Linked DNA regions of Sus scrofa: region 1 is linked to region 2. A link is a contact called in public HiChIP or PLAC-seq data. All regions are on one chromosome and are shown on one strand. The core of a region is the stretch at or near the end of the contact, and the rest is flanking DNA. Distances in the headings are between cores, read along the strand shown. Region 1 overlaps TIMMDC1 (complex I assembly factor TIMMDC1, mitochondrial). Region 2 holds the start of MAATS1 (cilia- and flagella-associated protein 91).

What was found. HiChIP or PLAC-seq counts read pairs in DNA pulled down with a chosen protein or histone mark.
Region 1: a contact with region 2 is called in an H3K27ac HiChIP or PLAC-seq map of alveolar macrophages. The contact joins the enhancer-like site here to the promoter of MAATS1 in region 2. A contact is called at or near these places in 3 of 5 promoter capture datasets (fetal liver, fetal skeletal muscle and liver), 28 of 47 Hi-C or Micro-C datasets (adipocytes, alveolar macrophages, blood and 15 more) and 2 of 2 datasets of contacts at active chromatin or transcription factors (alveolar macrophages and skeletal muscle).

Annotation. Positions count from the first base shown.
Region 1 is chr13:140,726,739-140,731,769 of Sscrofa11.1, reverse strand. TIMMDC1 (complex I assembly factor TIMMDC1, mitochondrial) reads left to right here. Exons shown (of 8, transcript XM_021070323.1): 8 at 525-3,211. The coding sequence ends at 669. It also overlaps a transcript of CD80 not described here. Among named protein-coding and RNA genes, the nearest start is that of TIMMDC1, 29 kb to the left of the region's middle. Within about 2 kb of position 1,714, at least 12 of the 83 cell types and tissues checked have an H3K27ac peak or open chromatin away from gene starts, as enhancers often do. A contact at or near this core is called in alveolar macrophages, fetal liver and retroperitoneal adipose tissue, where this site is marked.
Region 2 is chr13:140,564,027-140,568,950 of Sscrofa11.1, reverse strand. MAATS1 (cilia- and flagella-associated protein 91) reads left to right here and starts at 1,975. Exons shown (of 18, transcript XM_003132654.4): 1 at 1,975-2,244. The coding sequence starts at 2,121.

The DNA.
Region 1 (5,031 bases), core at 465-2,964, 160 kb before region 2:
GAATCAGAGCTTCTGCTCCAGCAATGTCCGTTTTGGTAATGAGAGAATTCTACTCGGCTTATAAGTGGAACAGGTTAGGAGAGAGAAGAAAGTCATTGTATTTGAAATGCAAGGGTCAGTGTTTGCTCAGGAGTTGTAAGGGAGAGTAAGACACAATACTATCTTTTAAAAAAAGTCTAAGAGGAGTTCCCGTCGTGGCACAGTGGTTAACGAATCTGACTAGGAACCATGAGGTTGCGGGTTCGCTCCCTGCCCTTGCTCAGTGGGTTAACGATCCGGCGTTGCCGTGAGCTGTGGTGTAGGTTGCAGACTCGGCTTGGATACCGCGTTGCTGTGGCTCTGGCTAGGCCAGTGGCTACAGCTTTGATTCGACCCCTAGCCTGGGAACCTCCATATACCGCAGGAGCGGCCCAAAGAAATAGCAAAAAGACCAAAAAAAATAATAATAATAATAAAAAATAAAAAAAGTCTAAGAACCAAAAAAAAGGAACAATATTTGATATATTCTTATTCTTTGATTACAGGAAAGCCAGACTACAATTTACTGAGCTCCTCCCTGAAGAAATTGAAAGCAGTTTACAGAAAAATCAATCCAAGGATGATGCTATGAAAATTGAAACACTGCTGAATCTTCCTAGAAACCCTTCATCAACAAATAAACAAGACTAGGATTGAAAATGCTCTGGACTCACTGGAGAGTTGAAGGGAGCTATGTGTTACCATGTCCATTGAATGGTGGTTGGTTGGGCTGCTGACAAATGTAAGCACTGGCATCTGTAGTGGCAGTGACTTATCTTTTAAAAAAAACAAGCAAGAATTGGGCTATTCTTAGTTTACTCATCCATAAATTTAAACACATACGTGTATCTATATTGATTGATCAATTTAAATTTCTTTTCCCTCAATACTACAACAGTAAATTTAGAATTTCCCTAGAGATTAAAATTGAATTCTACAGATTAAAAATTGACATTTGTAGGTTACTGTAGGGATCACTAGGAAGAGGGGAGAAAAGAACTAGGTAAGGAGTTCCTGTCGTGGCGCAGAGGTTAACGAATCCGACTAGGAACCATGAGGTTGCGGGTTCGGTCCCTGCCCTTGCTCAGTGGGTTAGGGATCCGGCGTTGCCGTGAGCTGTGGTGTAGGTTGCAGACGCGGCTCGGATCCTGCGTTGCTGTGGCTCTGGCGTAGGCTGGCGGCTACAGCTCCGATTCGACCCCTAGCCGGGGAACCTCCATATGCCTCGGGAGCAGCCCAAAGAAATAGCAAAAAGCCAAAAAGCCAAAAAAAAAAAAAAAAAAAGAAAAGAACTAGGTAAGGCAAATGGTCTCTGAAGCCCTGGGTTCCTGGAAACAGTAAGTGCCAGACGTGTAGTAGTGCTTGGTTTTTTTGTTTTGTTTTCTTTTAGGGCCTCACCTGCAGCATATGGAAGTTCCCAGGCTAGGTGTCAAATCGGAACTACAGTTGCTGCCACAGCGTCAGCCACAGCAATGCCAGGTCTGAGCCATATCTTCGACCTACACTGCAGCTTGGGGCCAGGGATTGAACCTGTATCCTCGCTGACGCTATGTTGGGCTCTTAACCTGTTGAGTCACAATGGCAACTCCTGGTTTTGTTTCAGTAAAAATCAAAGATGGTTCCCATGCCATTTGAAATAAAACTTAAAAAAGGAAGTGGCTAGGCCAGACCTTATTTCCTCTCTCAGTATTGCTGACAAAGTATCTCTGCTGTATATGCAAGAGTTACTCAGATTAATAGATACTTAGTCTCTGCACTCCAGGAGCTTGCTGCCTGAGAAGGAAAAGGAAGTTGCCCTGCAGATTGTAACTTTTACTAAATGAGGGGGTGGGGGGGGATGACTGAGTCAAGTGTACTGAGGGGTAAAAACTGCTTGTGCTTTGTTTGGGGGTTAAACTTAGTGAAAATGCTGTTGCCCACATGAGCAGCGTTTGAGGTTCCCATATGGTGCAGCAGGTTTGGGATCCGTTATTGCCGCAGCTATAGTACAGGCCACAACATCCGCACAGGTTTGATCCCTGGCCTGGGAACTTCCACATGTTGAAGGTGCAGCCAAAAGAAAAAAAAGTCTTTCACATGATCAGTATTTGTGAAGCAGCCTAGAGTGTTGGCTAGAACTGGGGGCTCTGGAGGCAGGGCACTGGCTTGCAGTCTTAGCCCTGTGTCTTTGCATCCATGTGACCTACAGCACAGCCATTTTACTTTAAGTCTGGAGTTTTCTGTCAAATGAAACAGTATCTACCCCAGAATGGGTAGTAAATGTGTAGAGCATAACACAATGCTGTGGCACACAGGACATTATCTAATTGCAGATATTAGCAGTTAAAATTGTATGAGAACCTGGAGTTCCCTTTGTGGCTTGGTGGTTACAAATCCAACTAGTATCCATGAGGATGCGGGTTTGATCCCTGGCCTTGCTCAGTGGATTAAGGATCTGCTGTGTAGGTTGCAGATATAGCTCGGATCTGGTGTCGCTGTGGCTGTGGCATAGGCCAGCAGCTGCAGCTCCAGTTCAACACCTAGCCTGGGAACTTGCATATGCTACAGATGCAGTCCTAAAAAGAAAAAAAAGGGGGGAGAGATATGAGAACATCTGCACCAATGTATTTTCACCACGATTTACATATTCTTGCCACACTCCAAAAAGCATGTTTTTCTTAATCATCCCATTCATAAATTGTAACAAATTGGCAGTTAGTCGGTTTATTTTATTCATACCCCCATACAGGTTAAATCTTTAAACTAGAAATTATAAATTATCAGATGGTTGGTTTTAAAATAATTTTATTCATATCACAAAAATATCAAAATAATAGAAGTAAAATAATTTTGAAAGTAGTACTAATACATTTATTAAATGTAATAAGTAATAATTTACTATAATTTATTGTTTAAAGTACAAATAAGCTGTCTCTTGGGTTTGTCTCTTGTTTTGTGGTTAATTACTTCTTAAGGTCTCCTTTTGATCATGTCCGAGGATTATGAATCTTAACTAAAGGCAGCAATTCCTGTTTGTTGTTGTTGTTGTTGTTATGGTTGTTTCCTTACCTTACACTTTTGTCAGTCTACTACCCATATTTTCTTCAGTAACTTTGTTCTGTGAGGAACTATTTAAACATATACCTCTGTTCTTTAGACTATATAGCATAATCTGGTCCCTTTTTAGCTGTCAAAATTAAACATTTTAAATCCAGCCACATTTGAGAAACTTGGTCAACTCTTGCTGTCCAACTCTAGATTTTCAAATGAGAATGTCTAGTTGCCCCAGCTTAAGTAAGATTCACTTAGAGAAAGAGGAGTCATGAGTTAAGTAACATAAGAACAGTAGTTGGCCACTTCTTTCTTTTCAATTCTCTGCTGATGTCAGAATGATCCAAAAATACCAAGGAGGAAAAGCCACTTTAGGGATCTAAAGAAGCCTTGTGGAAGCTCTTTTTCATTACCTTAAGCAGTTTCTTCTAAAGACAGCTTAATCTTTAGTACATACACACAGTAAAACCTATCTCATTTTAACTGAGAACATCCTCATAAATATTTTATAAATGCAATTAAAGTAAAGCTATTTAAGGAAATTATCAGTCCAATGTGAACCAATAGAATGTTAACCCACTGAGCAAGGCCAGGGATTGAACCCTCATCCTTGTGAATACTATTTGGGTTCTTAACCCACTGAGCCACAACAGGAACTCCAGAATGTGCATCTTTAACCCACACTAACCACCCTCTCCAACCCAGCTATTGCTTTGGAGTGTATAAGTCATTGGCATTACATATCAGAGGAAATTAGTTTTGGATAGCTCTACTTCCTCCTGAACCTGGTAGAGAAGATTGATACTGGCTAAACTGTTTCCAGAAGCACTTTAACTCTGTGTGTGTGTGTGTACACATACCAGTTAATAGCACAGAGCTAGATTGATGAAGGAAAAGAGTACCAGAGCCAGGAAAATCTGGGTTCTAGCCTTGGCCTTTACAATTCAGGTCACCTCCCAGAACTTCAGTACCCTGTCATTGGTAAGACTAGTATTCGTGGAGTTCCCATTGTGGCTCAAGGGGTTAAGAACCCCACATAGTGTCAATGAGAAGGCGGATTTGATCCCTGGCCTTGCTCAGTGTGTTAAGGATCCAGTGTTGTTACAAGCTCTGCCGTAGGTTGCAGATACCGGCCCTGATCTAGTGTTGCTTTGGCTGTGGCTGTGGTGGCAACTGCAGCTCCAATTCTACCCCTAGCCTGAGAGCTTACATACACTACAGGTGTGGCCGTAAAAAAGGAAAAAAAAAAGGACTAGTATTCACTAATGTTTCCTCCAGGCCTACAGAATTCTGTGTTTCCATAGTTCCTATTGTGGCTCACTGGGTTAAGGAAAAAAAAAAAAAAAAAAAAAAGCCTGTGTTTACAAATCCTTGGTCAGCATCACTAGAGCTAACTTCTGTCCCCACCATACTCCTCCAGTCACTTTCTGCAAAGCCGCTGGAATGAGAGGCTCCTTGCAAACAGATACATGAAGGGCAAGGTGAGATAACCCTGGCCATCTCAGGAAGCTCCAAGAAGAGGTCAGTCTCAGGCGGGACCTGCAGAAAACATTTAAAAATTTTATATTTTTTTTACTGCGAAGTTATTCCCAGGTTGAGGTAACATTGTAGATGTTAATCTTGATGACTAAACAACATAAAGGCAGGTCTAAATTGTGAGAGAATTTAGGACAAATCTGACAGTTTTTACCACATGAAATAGCAGGTAAATGTTAACTACCAGCTGTCACCAACCAACCAAACATTATCGATCAAGGCACTCATTCATCTATATGTGGGGTAAACAAAGGCTTGTTGAGCTTGCTTGGTCTTCTCAATAAGCCAACGATTTGGTGAAGAACATAAGACATGGCACATGAAAATAAACCCAGGGTGGACAGTGATGTGCTGGAAATAGCACTGTTCCAGCATTCAGAGGCAGAACTGCTTGAATTGGACAAGATGGCCACAGAAGGCTTGTGTAGGAGACTGAGTTCGTGGCTT
Region 2 (4,924 bases), core at 726-3,225:
AAGATGGCCACTACAGTCTATGTAAAGCAACCATGTGGTCATATGTCTATAATCACCTATAATCATATTTAACATCTTCTATTGGTTAGTGTCTTCCAATGTGTTTATCAAAGGGTTGTTGGCTTTGGCTGTTGGCTGGCTCTTGGCTTCTTTACATAATTTATCCTATAGAGCGAGGAAGTCTTTCTGAGGAAGGAACATCTTAGCTGAAACCTCAAATGAGGAGTGAGTCTGCAGGGATAAGATGAGGGGCAGGGGTGTTCTGGGAAGAAGGAACAGACAGTGGGAAATGTAGTCATACCCTAAGACAGAAAAACATTATCATGTCGTTATAACACGGTATTTTATTTTTTTTCTTTTTATGGCCGCACCTGTGGCATATGGCAGTTCCTGAGCCAGAGATCAAATTGGAGCTGCAGCTGGGGCCAACACCACAGCCAAAGCAATGCCAGATCCGAGCTGCATCTGCAATCTACACTATAGCTTGTGGCAACGCCAGATCCTTAACCCCCTGAGCCACGCCCGGGATTGAACCTATGTCCTCGTGCATACTAGTCAGGTTCTTAACCTGCTGAGCAACAACTGGGAATGCCCAGAAAGTTCTTTTTATAGAAGAATCCCAGGTAAGAAGGAAATTGTTGAAGATATTAGAAATTCACTGTTCTAGATGAAAATCCTGAGATACCAAAATAAAGTGTAAAGAATTTTTTAGATCTTTTGATCAGAAAAAAAAATCTTGGACTCAATCAGGGAAATTTGAATATATACTAAATTTTAAATATAAAGGAATTATTAATTTTGTTAGATTTGATAATGGCAATTATGTTAAAAATCTGTATCAGTTTGAGATGCAGATTAAGGGTAAAATAATGTCTGGGATTTGAAAATGCTCAAGCAAAAGGAGATAGTAGACAGGTGAAACTGGACTGGCAAATTCTTGATAATTATTTACTCCGTGATGATTAGCGCCAGCTCATTACTAAAAGTGGATTCACTCTTGCCTATGTTAAGACATTTCCAGAGTCCTGTTGTGATGCAGCGAATCCGACTAGTAACCATGAGGTTGCTGTTTGATCCCTGGCCTCTCTCAGTGGGTTGAGGATCAGGTGTTGCTGTGAGCTGTGGTGTAGATAGCAGACCCTGCTTGGATCCTGCGTGGCTGTGGCATAGGCATAGGCGTGGCTGTAGCTCGGATTGGACCCCTAGCCTGGGAACCTCCATATGCCGCTGTTGCGGCCCTGAAACAAAAACAAAAACAGACATTTCCATAATAAGTAGTTTTAAAAAGCAAGTCAGTGCGGAATACACCACATCATCTTCGGCTGATTTAATTAGTGCCCAGGGCTCAGAAAGGGGTAGCAGAATGCAGATCAACAGTTACTAACTACCCACCCCACCCCAAATCCTGATTCCCAGGGCAAGGGTTCATAGAGTGTCAAAGTCCAACGTTTAGGAGCTTTCTCAGCTAGCAGAAAAAGCCCCGCGGAAAGGGGATGTCCGAAAGGAAAGCCCCCGACTATTTTTTTCTGAGATTTCCCAGGGATTTCCGAAAGAGGTCGCGGAGTGAAACCGGCAAATCACTGCTGGATTTGAGCAGTAGCCTTTTCCCCAGCCTGCGGGCCCCGCGCATTGATCCTGGATGTACAACTGAAAACTCAAGGCTTGGCCTCTGGAATGAAGCGGGCAGTGTAGCAGATCCTCCCCCGGCCTACTACTTTCCCCTTTTTCCTTCTGAGTGCTGTCCTTTCCTCCCAACCCCTTTCTCCACCCCTCCCGCTCCTTCCCTCTGCACACTTCCTGTCCTCCCGCCCCTGCGCCACGCCCCACGCCTTCCTGCAATCCCCCCGTCTTCCTCCCGGTCGCCAGCCCCGCGCCCCTCCCTTCACTAGCCCCGCCCAGGTTCTTCATCCAGCCCGCCTTTCCTGACCCTCGTCCCGCCCCGTCCTTGTCACTCGGCTCCTCCCCTCTCATGCTAGTTCCGCTCTTCCCTTCTCCGCTTGCGTGCTGTCCTCGCTCCGCCCTTCGTTTCCGCTCTTCCAGGGGGTTACCATAGCTACTGTCCACACAACAGCTAGGTCTCTCAAGTTGGTCCTGGCTGACTGCAGGGCAGAGCCGGCACCATGAGTCATGTTGTGACCATCACCGAGCCCCAGGCCAAACCTCAGATGTCTCAAACCCAGTGCAGAGGGAAGTCGGGGACCTGGGGCAACGTCTCCGCTAGTCGAACGTATGATTTCCTGTATGGTAAGGGCGGCTCCAGATCTCCCTCCTGAGTTGTAGACTCCTGGGACAGATGGGCTTTGAAGATGGTGGGACCTGGCCAGGAGGCTCAGCGGAGGAAAGACTGGCCTCAGGACAGATCCCTTGTCTTGTCTTGGATGGGCAGCTCCAAGCCCTCTGGGTGGTGCACTCTAGGGCATCTCTGAAGACTCAGGTGAGCTGCGTCTTGGAGCAGGGGTAGGGAACACCTGACTCTTCTTCACCCGCTTTTCTTGATAATTTGCACAGCCCAAAGCAATCTTTCTGAAACCCGTTACTGGAGTTTTGGTATCCCATACAGTACCCAATGATTTGCATACTTGGAAATGTTACTGAAGAAAGTTTGGGTGCTCCACTCACAGTGAGGTCAAACAAACCAAAAGAAAAAGGTTTACTGTAGGGCCAAGCAAGAGTGGCTTGGTTCAAACCCCCCCGAAATCCCTGATGGTTTTGGGGAAAAAGTTTTCAATAGCAATATTTAGGGTGAAGGCTGAAGGGTATGTGACTTTTTTTCCTGAGGTCACAGAGGGATGCTTCAGCCATCTTGTGTTGAAATTGCCATCTGGATCACCTGGGTGGGGGCCTTAGTTCTGCAGAAGAGCTCAAAGATAATGTTCTGTATATTTCTTGAGGAGGAACCAGGATCTTGCCCCAAGGCTGCAGTAGTGTTTCTTGACTTCTCCTGACTTGTCTCTGCATCCCCTCCTTTCTCATTATCCACTGTTTGAATCTGCTCTTTGAAACTCAGGTAAGGTCAAGGAGGCTATATGAAGCCTATTTCCTACAAACAAGAAGGAGGGGGGGGTTGGGGGCACACAAAGGATTTGTATCCATCAAGGAGCCCTATAGCATCCTGCTTGGTTTCAGAGACTGACTCAACACTCCCACATTCAAACTGCATAAAATGCCCTTCCAGTTCTCATTCTCTGGCCTCTTCCAAATTTGGCATCTAGGTAAGGAAGGGCCAGTTTATTTCATCTTTGTTTTTAGCTTTCTCTTTTCTTCAAGCTTATTCTTAACCATTAAAGTATTGTTTATAAACTATGTCCACTAGGTCCTTTGGGCCAGTAAAGCCCCAGTTTATTTATCTATTTATTTATTTTTGTCTTCTTGCCATTTCTTGGGCCGCTCCCACGGCATATGGAGGTTCCCAGGCTAGGGGTCTAATCCGAGCTGTAGCCATCAGCCTACGCCAGAGCCACAGCAACGTGGGATCCGAGCCACGTCTGCAACCTACACCACAGCTCACGGCAACGCCGGATCGTCAACCCACTGAGCAAGGGCAGGGATCGAATCCTCAACCTCATGGTTCCTAGTCGGATTTGTTAACCACTGTGCCACGACGGGAACTCCAGCCCCAGTTTATTTTAATGCTCTGATTGTTCATTTAGGTTCTGGATCTTTTACTGGACCATAAGTTCCCTGAGTTCTGAAGCTCTTCTACTATACATTTTTGTAGCTTCTCAGTATCTATTCCAGTTCTGGTACATATGTTAGGTGCTTCATACTTTATTATGAATTATTTATTGAATTATTCAATTTACCACTATAGTAATTATAATCAATAAAGCATGATTTTTCCCAGTTTCGCCCCTCTTGACCTGAACCTTATATTACTTTTTTTTTTTTTTGGTTATGCCAGCGGTATATAGAAGATCCCAGGCCAGGGATTGAACCCTAGTGACAATGGCGAGTCCATAATCTACTGAGCGACCAGGAACTCAGTGAACCTTGTATTACTTTTAACCATGTGGTATCTCTTCTGGGATTCCAAGGGTCTTTTTTGGATAGGAATCTTTAGGGTAGCTCTTTCCTGGCCCTGAGAATACATACTGATCACTTACATTTGTGTACTGCTTAACAGTTAACATCCTTCTTTTATAAATTTTGCCTCATTTATATACAATTTTGCATTTCACTTTATGTAATACTTTGTATTCTCAAGCACCTCCCTTGAAGTGCCCATAATACTTCCCTGAATCTACATTTGTTGATGGATTAGTAGCCATACTACTGCCCTGCTAATTAAAGAGGTTTTTTTGTTTTTTTAGGCCTGCACCTGCCACATATGGAAATTCCCAGGCTAGGGGTCAAATCAGAGCTGTAGCTGCTGGCCTATACCACAGCAATGCAGGATCCGAGCCTTGTCTGCAACCTACACCACAGCCCACAGCAATGCTGGATCCTTAACCCACTGAGTTGGGCTAGGGGTTGAACTGACATCCTCATGGATACCAGTCAGCTTGTTACCTTTGAGCCACAATGGGAACTCCTCTCTTGGGTTTTGAAATACTCCTTCTCTCTCATCATTATTTGGTTGTGTCAACTTCCTGAGCTTATTAAAACTATTTCTACAATATGGGTAAATTAGCTGAGGGGCTCTTTCATGATTTCTATGGGAAAACTCCCCCCCCCCCCGCCCCAAAATTCATGGGCTTTTTTTGCCCTGCCACACCTGAATATGGAAGGTCTTGCCAGGGACTGAATCCAAGCCGCAGCTTTTTTATTTTTTTATTTTTTAGGGCAGCACCCACAGCACATGGAAGTTCCCAGGCTAGGGGTTGAATCAGAGCCATAGCTGCTGGCCTACACCACAGCCACAGCAATGCCAGATCCAAGCCATATCTGCAACCTACACCACAGCTCACAGGATCCTTGACCCACT